2 separate regions of the Capsicum annuum genome follow, and region 2 is linked to region 1. The links are chromatin contacts, called in public Hi-C maps. All regions are on one chromosome and are shown on one strand. Each heading gives the region's core, a stretch centred on a gene start, on an enhancer-like site or on the middle of the called end of the contact. The rest is flanking DNA. Distances are from core to core; before and after follow the strand shown.

Region 1 (6,358 bases), core at 1,872-4,371:
GGGTTCTTGGGAATCCAAAATTCTTTATCAACAATACAAAAGTGATGAAATTATTGTTTCAAAAAGTATAAAGTTTTTGAAATTGATTTTGATGATTGCAACGGAATTGAATATTGATGAAGTTCATAAAAAAATTGAAGTAAAATACATTGTTGAAGGTAATTCCTCAATTTGTAGAAGATGAAGAAGTTATACCGCCCAAATACAGAAAACCTCTTGGTAGGTCAAAGAAAGGAAAGCATTTGAAATCAAGTGAATCACTTTCTTCAAGCTCAAACTGTTGCGGTAAATGTGGACGTGCAAGTCACAACCGACGAACGTGTGATTTTTTCCCAAAGGAATCGTGAAGAAGATAATTTGATTTTCCATGTGATGATGCTTAATTTGGTTTCATTTGAGTCAACAATTTACTTTGTTGATGTTGATAATCTGGAATAACTTTGAACTATGATTTATATTGTTATTTCAAGTTTAGTTCTTAATAATAGTTTGAGATTGTCACAACAATTTTCTACATTATACATAAATCATATTGCATTCCTTTAACTATTTCACTTTACATTATACATAAAGGTGTATAAATACTATCTAATTTGGCATCTATAACGCTAAACAATCATTCATATGTATTGTATAACAAACAATTAAATATTAAACTGTCAGTTCTATGTAATGTATAACATTATTTATAACTGAACTTCTGCAAACTTTTATTTTTAAACGAGATATCTTTGTTATATTCGTCTATGGAAGTTAGTTTAATTTAAGTAGTCATGCTATAATGTGCTATATGTATGAGAATTTATTATACATTTCTTACTTTGTGTGTTGCCAATATTATATGTATGATCTGAACTCAAACAACAGTATGTTTTATATGTATGATAAAGTTTTATACTTTAGCTTCTATGTATGATGTAAATATTTTCTTTATTTTCACTTAAGTTAAAAAAAAATTAACTATATGTATGAGAATATATTATACTTAACTTTCTGTGTATGAAACAAATGTTATATGTATGAATCACATTTCATACATCCATACATTAGATGTAAGTGACGTATTAATGAAGTTTTGCTCTTGAAAATATTATACATTAGATATAAAATAGCACTTTAATGTATAATTGATTGTTATACGTTATATATAAATCACTGTTAATAGTAATAGTTGTCAACTTATATAGTACCAATACAATATAATGTACGTCAAATGTAATAGCTTCCAACTTCGATAGTACCAATACAATATATTGTGCGTCAAACCTACATGAATGCACTTCCAGTCATTCACTTAATATTTCTGCATATACATCAACAAAAATGCCACAGTCGCTAATATGAAAAAAATTATGAATTAACAGGTAGCTCAGTAATTATTACATGATTATATATGTAAAAAAATATAAACTAAAAGTACTTACAGATTAGCAGACTCCCATTAAAAGATACAAACATAGCAGCAAACTGATACATATTACAAATTACATTATACAACAGTTTCACATGTATATATACACCTTATACACTTAAACTATAATCTTGCATAATGTATAATGTAACATTATACATATCAAATATGCACCTTATACATATTATAAATATAATCTTATCAAAGGTATAATGTAACTTTATACATGATTTAGACTTTCTAACTGTATAATGCAACCTAATGCATAAAATGCATCTTATATGTAATAAAAACTTCTTAATGTGTAATATAATTCATCTCATACACTTACAATGAAATATAAAGTAGAAGACTTATATTATACATTATTCTGATAAATAAACTAATGTATAATGTTTGCACAACAATATTGAATGGAAAAAGTAGTCTTACAAACTATTATAATTATATTGTATAACTTTACAACTTGTAAAGTATAATGTACCCAAACTAATGTACAGTGTACCTGATCTAATGAATGAGTTTAAAAATGTCAATGTAATTTATACTACAATTCTATTGTATAATCCTACAATATGACTATCAACGTATAATTACCCATTTACTGAATTAAATCAATTAATATAAAAACTATAACTTTGGAAGACGTGGTCGTCCGGAATCATCAACCTTCTTCTTACTTGTCAATTTTGAAGCTAACTTCTTTGAACTTGAACGGCAACTTCCCTCAATTATACATAAAACCAAAGATTTGACTTTGAAATATATGGGAAAATACGATAAATTTCTACTCTCACAATGTTATTGAATTACAAAATCTAATACTTTGATAAGTACATACATGCAACAAATTAAAATTCAAATCCAAATTTGATTTGGTAAAGTTGAAAAAAAAAACTTAAAATTAAATGAGGAAGGTGAACTTTGTTCAGTTAATGGTTGATAACTGAACAACTTGAAATTTCTCAGATCATGTTAACTTAATTGTAGGCATAAATAAAGAAGCACAGATATGGAGCAAAAATCGGTGCACAAAAAGGGAGTAAAATAGGGTATTTTAATATGTATGAGGGGAATGAGAGAGAAAGAGTAAATTTAAGGAATTTTATATAATTAATAAGGGATTTTTGTAATTAATTTGAGGAGTAGGGATTTTATGTAATAATTAATTGTTAACTTGTGTATATATGTAATTTTTCCTTAATTTTTTAAGTTTTTATTTAATGAAATATTTCAGTGGCAATTTGGAATTAGTTCTTGTTATCATGAGCATGTGGAGATCATCATGTTTTCAAGGATTGAACCCGTGACCTCCTGGTCACATGGCAGCAACTTTACCAGTTACTCCAAGGCTCCCCTTCACTAACTTGCATCACCAATAATTTCTTTTATTCTATTATTTTCCAATACTAATATTGTAGAGAATTCTTGAAAATCTGAAAAATATATAACATTGTCCTTAAAGATATTTCATCGATTAACCCTTATAATTTAATAAGCTCTTCTAATTGTAAATTAAGAATCAAACAATAAAGATGAAATAGAAAAAAAAAAAAACAAATCTAGCACACTGTAATTTCCCATTGAATGGTATGTCGTATATATGTCATCTCATTCGTATTTCAAAATTGAGAGTGAATATATACAGTGGGTTGGTAACAGGGCGGGCCTTTTGGTGAAGCAGTCCAAGCCCATGCTTTAGGCCCCCAATTTTGGGGAGCCCCACTTTACATCACTTTACATCATTTAAAATAGAAAAATTCACATGTATTTATTTATGTATGCTGTCAGTTGTTGACAAAATTTTTGAAAGAATAAATGGCCCACTTGTCAAATCAATTACTATATTGATTTGCCTTGAAACATTTTTTTCTTTTAAAATAAATGGTACAACTTTGAAAAGGCAAATACATTTATGAAGAAATTGATTTTCCTAGTCTTGAAAGAGGCAAAAAATTAGTATTTTTTTTATCTTTTAAATTAGACCTTTCATTTTCCTTTAATTGGAAGATGTAAATAACATACATATTTTTTTTTCTTTATTTACCTTCACTTTTTATCTTCTTTTAATTCCTATACTATCAAAACATCAATTGTTTAAGAAATTTCTTTTTTATTATATTATTTTGATTCAATTTATTTTTAATATCAAGATTGTTGATAGTTTATGAAGATTAGAGTTATTGTTTTTAGATCATTATTAAATTAGGTTCTATTATTTTAGTTTTATTATTATTATTATTCTGTTAAATAATTGTGCATGCGCATATTGATATTTGGTAGACATATTTGTTATTTATTAATTTTTTTTAATTTTTTAATTGTGTGGATTAGTAGATATAAATTACACATTTACTATTTATTAAAATTTTAATATGTCAACTAGAAAATATGAATCTGGTGCTTCAAAACTTTAAAAAAAAAAAAGAATTGATACTTTGGTAGAATCTCAAAAAAGAGCTCTAGATAAATTTTTAATAAATAATAAAATATAGAATTAGAAAATATAGGAGAATGTTCTCAAGATGAGCAAGTTATTAATTCAGTTGAATTTGATGATAGGAGTAATACTATTCAAAAAGAGGAGAAGGAAATTAGTGAGAAATCTAATATAGATCCTCAAGAAAATCAAGAACTTAATGAATCAAATAATTGTATTCATATAAATATATATGATCCTAGTCAGTGGATCAATATCGATACAAAATTGAGAGACTTACTAGTGGAAAAAGGACCAATTAGAATTAGTGATACAAATTTTTCAAATGATAAATTGTCAAGACATTTTTATAATGCCCATTATTTTCAAACTTTGGAAAATGGAGAAAGACATGAAAGAAAATGGTTAATTTATTCTAGAGATTTGGATAAAGTATTTTATTTTTGTTGCAAGTTGTTCAATACAAATTCTTATATTAGTAATAGTAAACTAGCAAATGAAGGTAGTAAAGATTGGATAAATCTTAGTGCTAAGCTTAAAGTTAGTGAGATATCAAACGAACATATTATTAATATGAGTGCATGGATTGACTTAGAAATAAGGTTGAAGAAAAGTAAAACAATTGATAAAGATGTTGAAGATCAAATCAATAGGGATAAACAATTGATAAAGATGTTGAAGATCAAATCGATAGGGATAGAGAACACTGGAAAAATATATTATCAAGAATTATTGTTGTAATAAAAACTCTCAAAAAAAAATAATTTGACATTTAGGAGAAAAAATAAAAAGATTTATCAAGAGAATAATGAAATTTTCTTAAGTCTAATTGAAATGATTGTTGAATTTGATCCAATCATGCAAGAGCATATCCGGCGAATTAAATATGATGAAATTCACAATCATTACTTAGGACATAATATACAAAATGAGTTAATAAATTTATTGGCGAGTGAAATTAAAAATAAAATTATTGAAAAAGTCATAGAGGCAAAGTATTTTTCAATTATATTTGATTGCACTCCGGATATTAGTAATCAAGAACAAATGTCTTTTATATTGTGAAGTGTGGATATTTCAGCAACTCCAATAAAAGTTAATGAGTATTTTTTAGAATTTGTAAAAGTGGATGATACAAGTGGTAAAGGTCTTTTTGAAGTTATTGTCGATGAAATTAAAAATGTTGGGCTTAACATTGATAATTTAAGAGGACAAGGATATGATAATGGGTCTAATATGAAGGAAAAATACCAAGGAGTTCAAAAATGATTTTTAGATGTAAATCCTAGATCATTTTATACTCCATGTGGTTTTCATAATCTAAATTTAGTACTTTGTGATGTTGCTAATTCTTGCACAAAAGCTCTTTCATTTTTTGGAGTAGTACAATGCATATATACACTATTTTCTTCTTCTACTAAGCGATGGAAAGTTTTAAAAGATAGTGTACCTGATCTATCTCTTAAATCATTGTCATAAACACGATGGAAAAGTCGCATTGAAAGTGTTAAGGCCATAAGATTTCAAACTCCACAAATAAGAGATGCTTTACTGAAATTAGCAGAAGTTAGCGAGGATCCAAAAATTAAAAGTGAAGCTAGTTGCTTAGTAACATATGAGCTTGAAAATTTTGAATTTTTATTAGGTATGACTATTTGGCATGATATTTTATTTGCAGTTAATTCAGTTAGCAAATCATTGCAATCAAAAGATATGCACATTGATGTTGCTATAGATCAATCAAGGGGTTTAATTTCTTTTTTTTTAAATATAGAGAGCAAGGATTTGAAAGTTCTATGATTTCTGCTAAAGAAATTGCACTTGAGATGAATATAGAACCTGAATTTCGAATGAAACTTGTAATACATAGGAAAAACAAATTGATGAAAATGTTAATAATGAAATCACAAAATCTCCCGAAGAATCTTTTAGAGTTGATTACTTCTTATATATAGTAGACCAAGCTATTGTTTCTCTTCAGGATAGATTTGAACAATTTGAAGCTTATGAAAATATTTTTAGATTTCTATTTAGTGGTAAAAAGTTGAGATCACTAGATGATGAGAATTTGAAAAAACATTATCTTAATCTTAAATATTCTTTAAAATATAATAATCATTCTGATATTGATGGTTTAGACTTATTTTCCGAGTTAAGAGTGTTAAGGGAGATAGTACAAGTAGATGACAATACTTTAATTGATATACTTAATCAAATAAAAGGACTTGATTCTTTTTTGAATGCTTATATTGCCTATAGAATAATGTTAATTGTTCCTGTAACAGTTGCCTCAGCGGAAAGAAATTTTTCAAAATTAAAACTAATAAAATCCTACTTGAGATCAACAATGTCTCAAGAGAGATTGAGTGGATTAGGTATATTATCAATTGAAAAAGAATTATTAGAAGAAATTGATTATAAGACAATTATTCATAACTTTGCATCTCAAAAATCTAGAAAAATAGATTTTAAATAAAAATTATATATTATATAATTTTTTTTAAAAA
Region 2 (5,974 bases), core at 442-2,941, 300 kb before region 1:
GCAGCGGATGAGTAATCCGTTGGGAAAAAAATGGACCACTCATCTGTTGTACCAGGTAGGTTATCTGTTGCAGCTTATAAATAACCTGTTGCAGCGGATGATCACTCATCTGTTACACCAAGTAGGTTATCTGTTGTAGCTTATAACCAACATGTTATAGCGGATGAGTAATCTGTTGGAAATAATAAAAATAGATCACTCATTTATTGTACAAGGTAGGTTATCTGTTGTAACCTATAACCAACCTGTTGCAACAGATGAGTTATTCGTTGGAAATAATATAAATAGATCACTCATCTGTTGAAACAGATCACTTATCTATTGCAAAATGAGTTATCTGTTGGATCGATATTATTTAGATTTCTTCTAAATAGAAGAGTCGTCTGTCGCAATAGATGAATGATCTGTTAGATTGTTCATCTGCTGTATCAGATTTTCATTGTTGCATCAGATTTGCATTTGTTGCATCAGATGTTTCATCTGTTGCATCAGATGTTTTATCCGTTTCATCAGATAGTTCATCTGTTGCGTCAGATGGTTCATCTGACACGCCAGATGGTTCATCTATTGCAACACCATTTTACCAAGACAAAAAACAAATCAATCCAGTAACCCCAACACAACACACATACACACACTAAGAACATCAACAGTGATAAAAAATCAACAACAAATCAAATCAACAGTTCGACAATAAAAACTACAATAATAATAAAAAATTATACTTCACACCGAAAAGAGTAGAGAAGAAATGCCAGAAATTAAGATTTTATTCAGTCCACATTTCAAATTTAGGTAAGAAGTAAATTGTTAACCAATACTGGAAGAGAAATTGACTCAAGTTCCTTTGTTTCTTCATAACTAAAAAGACATAATTTTTTACCTGTGAAAGAAGAAATGAGACGGCGAAGAACTCGAAGTTGTTGTCACCGGAGAACACTATTTGTCACATCGATTGGCGGGTGAAAGTCGACAAGAAACTCGCCCAGCTATTTGTCGCCGAAGCTTAAAGTCGCCGGGAATTGAAGGGAGAAATTTTGCAAAACTATTGGTTGAGAGGGAGTTGAGAAAGATTGTCGAGAGAAAGGAGAGAGATGATTGATTTGGAAAGGAGGGGGCTGTGAGTTAATTTGTATTTTTGAAAAGATTAGAAAGTTTTAAAAATATCAATCAAGTCCACAATTAACATAATCAAGTTTCCTAATTGTGTTTGACCCTTTAAGTAAGTTAGTGTCACCAATCCTTCGTTCAAGACTTAAATGACATCTTTCCTTCAATTTTCTCAGCAAACAAAATAGAAGTGTCTTGTTTTTAGAGCCGTCAATATGGATTAGGCCCGTAGGGCCGGTCCAACCTGGCCTGTAATTTGATAGAGTTGGGCTTCAATTCCTATAGTCCATTTAAGAACAAGGCTTTTTAACTCGGATTATGTAAGCCCGCGGCCCGTGGGGCTTGGGCAATGTGGGTTGGGCTAGCTCGTGGGTCGGTCCGTAAGTCAAATATATGCAACTATTTAAATTGCTTATTAGTATTTTTATTTGATTCAAAGGATATCATGTCAAAAATTATTTAATATTCTAAAATTAAATTATAAAATATTATTTTTAAAAAGTGGGCTGACTCGCGGCCCACAAAATAATGGTGTGGGCTAGATGTTTTGTGGTCCATCATTCTGATGGGCTAGCACAACATGGTCCGTCAAACTCAAAGTCCGTGTAGACTAGGCCGGATGGCTAAGCCGACCCGTATTTAGAGCTCTACTTGTTTTATTGTGCACTATGCACTCATGTTTAACCACGTAACTACCGGTCTAACTAATTAAACTCACACGTCATTATAACAGCCCCTGAATTTCCGTTTAATATACTTTCACCCTCTCTTACCTCAAATTTATCATAATAATCACTCTCCACAACCCCTAACAACACACTTCTCCCTAGACCAACAACACCCAAATAATGGCGCGAGGCGCTTCTTCCCAATCCACTTCCTCCTCCACCACCCGTCCGGGTACCACCGCACCCCGTGGCTCCGCCGCCGCTGCAGCTGGCATGCGCCGACGTAGGCTCAGTGGTTCCTCCTCTGCCGCAGGTGGTGGTGGTAGTGGCGTAGTTGGCTCTGGCAACGCCAACAATATGCTCCGATTCTATACCGATGATTCTCCCGGTTTGAAGATCAGCCCGACGGTTGTCCTCGTGATGAGCCTTTGCTTCATCGGATTCGTTACTGCTCTCCATGTCTTGGGAAAATTCTACCGCTACCGATCCGCGTCGGGCTCCGGAGCCTGATTATTCGGGTTTGTGACTTTGATTTCGGATCACGATGATTTTGAAACCCACATCATACAGGACAATTTAGTTTTTTTTTTTATGGCTAATTTCACGGTCTTTTGTTGGTTCTATTTCCTTTTGTTGGCTGAATTTGACTCAGTGTTAGGAAGATGATAAAAGAAGCTCCCACGTAAGGGAATTCTGGAGTTTACATGTGTAATGCACACTCTTTGTTCAAAAATTGTTCCGTTTTGCTATATTAATTGGTTTGTCTTTTATTATTTTCATGTGCTTTTGAGTACGAGTCCACCAATGTTTAGTGAAAAATTGATTGTCTAAATCCCAGGGTAGGTTGACAAACAGTGAAAAAGCAGGGCAACTATACTGATCAGATGCAAAATAGTGGAAGATTTGGATTAACCTGTGAGTATGATGATTTTTGAATATCAAAGAACCATAATAGAATGAAACGCAGAGGGCTTAAAAAGTTGATTGATGTGATTGTGAACGGATGTTGATTTTCGGTGGATTGAAGACAAGTTTGAATTCCTTTTTTGGATCTTTCTGGTTTCATCTATTGTGTTCTTCTAGGAGTATAGTTTTGTTCCTGGAAGTTACTTTACGTTTTTAGCTGAAGGGTGTTCAATCTTGAAACCCCTATGCATTATTCTGGGGTGCTTTGTGTAGTTTCCATGTGTGCTAAACTTGCGCCACGATCCAAAACTGCTTGCCCTCTCTGTTGCTTTTTTCATAGCAAAAGGGTGTGCCATCTTCAATTGGTTTCCTTTTTTGTTGGAAGGAGATTGAATATCATATGATCAGAATATAACACGTTTATGATTTGCATTTGTTTGTTCAATAAGACTTTTGTCAGGGTTTTCTTGTTTTAGCAATCACTGCATAGAGGCACTTGCTATGGATTGTAGTTATAACATGGTTTTAGTTGATTGTTGGAATTATTTTTTGACAGTTCACGGACTTTTCTTGGCGCATTTTACCGAGATATTGATGAGCTATGGCTTTTTACAGTTATAAAATTGGTCAAACCCATCGATAGACCTCAAATTTGTTCCGAAAATTCACTTAAACCCCTCAACTAAGGCTTGTACCTATCAAGCACTTCAAGTGTTAAAATTGGTACCTATCAGGCACAAAATGATGATTTGGCAAGGAGAGTGTAACACACTCTCCTTGGGTGCGTGAACAGTAAATTAAATAATATTTTACTTTTTTTATTAAAAAATTTATATTTAAATTATTTTATTAATATAATTTTTAATTATTCTAATATTTTAATTTAAAAAAAAAAAAAAAAAAGCTCCCCCCATACCCCACAGTCATCATCTTCCTCAGAAACATTTACCCCTTCCCCCACAACAATTATCAGTGAACAAGATTTGAAGAATTGAAACTTCATTAAGCACAACAACAAAATCTTTGTCAATCTTCATGATTTCGAGACAACAAAATCCATCAAATCAGTTGAAAATTAACAACTCCATGAACAACAACAAAATCATTAATCAATCTTCACCATTAAAGACAACATCAAAAAATGGAGAAACTCCATTAAGCACACAATGAGTAACCATTTTTCAACATTATCAACAACATCAAAGATTTGAAACAAAAAAAAATTCTTTTTTGGAGTTGATTTTCCGGCGAGTCTCGCCGAAAAATATTGATTGTGTTGCCGCTCTCGTGTGTGTGAACTGTGTGTGTGAGTGAATGTGTGTGTTTGTGAGTGAACTCTGTGTGTGAGAGTGAATGTGTGTTTGTGTGTGATTTTGGAGTTGATTTTTCGGCGAATCTCGCCGGAAAATGTTGGCTGCGTTGCTGCTCTCGTGCATGTGTGAACTATGTGTGCGTGTGAGTGAATGTGTGTGTTTGTGTGTGAGAGAACTGTGAAACACCGAAAGGGGTGGTGTGAAGATGACGGGTGGGGGGTAAGGGTGAAGACGATTGCGGGTGGGGTGGGGGAGGAGGCGGTAAAGATGATGTATGTATGTGTGAGGGAATACGACAAAGGGGTGTGGGGTGGGATGAAGAAGAAGATGATTGGAGGGTGGGGTGGGGTGGGGTGAAGAAGATGATGATTGGGGGGGGGGGGTGCTTTTTTTTTTTTTTTTTTTTAATTTAAAAATTATTATTAAATATAAATAGAAAAATAAAAAAATCAGCAATTTTACATATATTTTTTTTTGCCACGTGTTTTTTTATTGGGCGTTTTTGTCACGTCACGCGAGTGTAACACACTCTCTATATACATTTTGCTTATTAGGCAAAAAATGCCCAATTGAAACAAAATTCGGGGGGTTTAGGGGTTTGATAGGTACAGGCCTTAGTTTAGGAGCTAAGTGAATTTTTGGGACAAGTTTAAGGTGCTATCGATGGGTTTGGCGTATAAAATTCTTGAAATTTCTCATAGTTGTTCTCTAACGATTGCAAAGTTATGGGATGGTATCACATCCATGTCATGTAAGAAACTCCGTTCTTAAAAATCTTTTTCCCCTGTTCTTTGGGTTTAACCTATTTGGTACCGATTGAAGCCTATTGGTTTGACTAGTTCAGGTTTGTGTCTGATAGATCTGGGGTAAAAGGCGCAACTATTGCACCGCTAATGGTCTCATCAATCCAACTCTGTCTCTCATTACACCACAGCTTGTTTAACCAGCGTTGTTCAATGAGTAAAGCTAGTTTTTTTCTCTCTCATTAGACAACAACTCTGCTTAGTGAGATATTTCATGTGTTATTCTAATCAAGAACACGGCCACAACTTCAGTCTGCTCGATTTGATGTTTTTGACAAAGACTACGTAGTACGTAGTCTGAAAATTTGAACCCTACTCGTTCTATTACTCCCTCAATGCCAAAATATAATATTTGAATTATTGAAGTTTTTCTTGGTGTTCAAAATAATTAAAATGTTCATTGTTGAAGATAGATGTTGAAATGTTTTTTTAATTTTATCTTTCACTAATTAAATTTTTAATAATGAGTTCCAATGATCATTACTAATGTGGAGTTTGAAAGGGGCAAAAATAGAAAACATGATCAAATTATGTTTTTATCTTTTTTTCTTAAGATGTGTGTCATATTCCAACAATTTAATTATTTTAGAATGGAGGAAGTAATATTTGAATATTATTACGTATCATTTTTTCTGACATTACTGGAAGAGCTGTTGGTTTTGTTTCGTATAATATGATGGTGCTTGAGATGTTAATTTGACCTATGTAATTTCTCAAACCTCAGTAATTGGGGCCGTTTGGTTTGAAAAAAAGTTATGATCGGATTAGTTACGATGAGATAAGTTATGATGGGATAAATTATATTGATATTAGTTATGCTGAGATTATTTTTTAATGAGTGTTTGATTTGTTGTATTCAAAGTAATATGCATAGTATAATTTCTAAGAATAAATTAAGTGATTACAAAAATACCCTCCATCTTATTTAACTTCTTTTTATATAATTTCTTTTCAAGCTTTAAATATTTATTCTTAAAAATAAAACTTTCATCTTATTTAGCTTAATTTTTTTGTGTGTGTGCATTTTTATGATTATATCGTGTGTATTTTAAAAATAAAATTTTCATCTTATTTAGTTTTAATTTTTTTGTGTGTGTCTTTCCATGATTATGCCGTATTAGATTAAAAACATCTTACTACATCTTATTTAGTTTGAAATAAAAACTTTCAACAT

The links. A called contact is a pair of places that touch in the nucleus more often than the background predicts.
Region 2: a Hi-C map of pericarp shows a contact between it and region 1, with 2.7 times the contacts expected there. The contact joins the promoter of LOC107873089 here to the enhancer-like site in region 1. A contact is called at or near these places in 2 of 5 Hi-C or Micro-C datasets (bud and pericarp).

What each region holds. Positions count from the first base shown.
Region 1 is chr6:144,789,299-144,795,656 of UCD10Xv1.1, reverse strand. No RefSeq gene overlaps it. Among protein-coding and RNA genes, the nearest start is that of LOC107873163, 32 kb to the right of the region's middle. Within about 2 kb of position 3,121, at least 1 of the 5 cell types and tissues checked has an H3K27ac peak or open chromatin away from gene starts, as enhancers often do. A contact at or near this core is called in pericarp, where this site is marked.
Region 2 is chr6:145,092,357-145,098,330 of UCD10Xv1.1, reverse strand. It overlaps LOC107873089 (protein transport protein Sec61 subunit beta), which reads left to right and starts at 1,691. Exons shown (of 1, transcript XM_016719814.2): 1 at 1,691-2,551. The coding sequence starts at 1,959. The coding sequence ends at 2,288.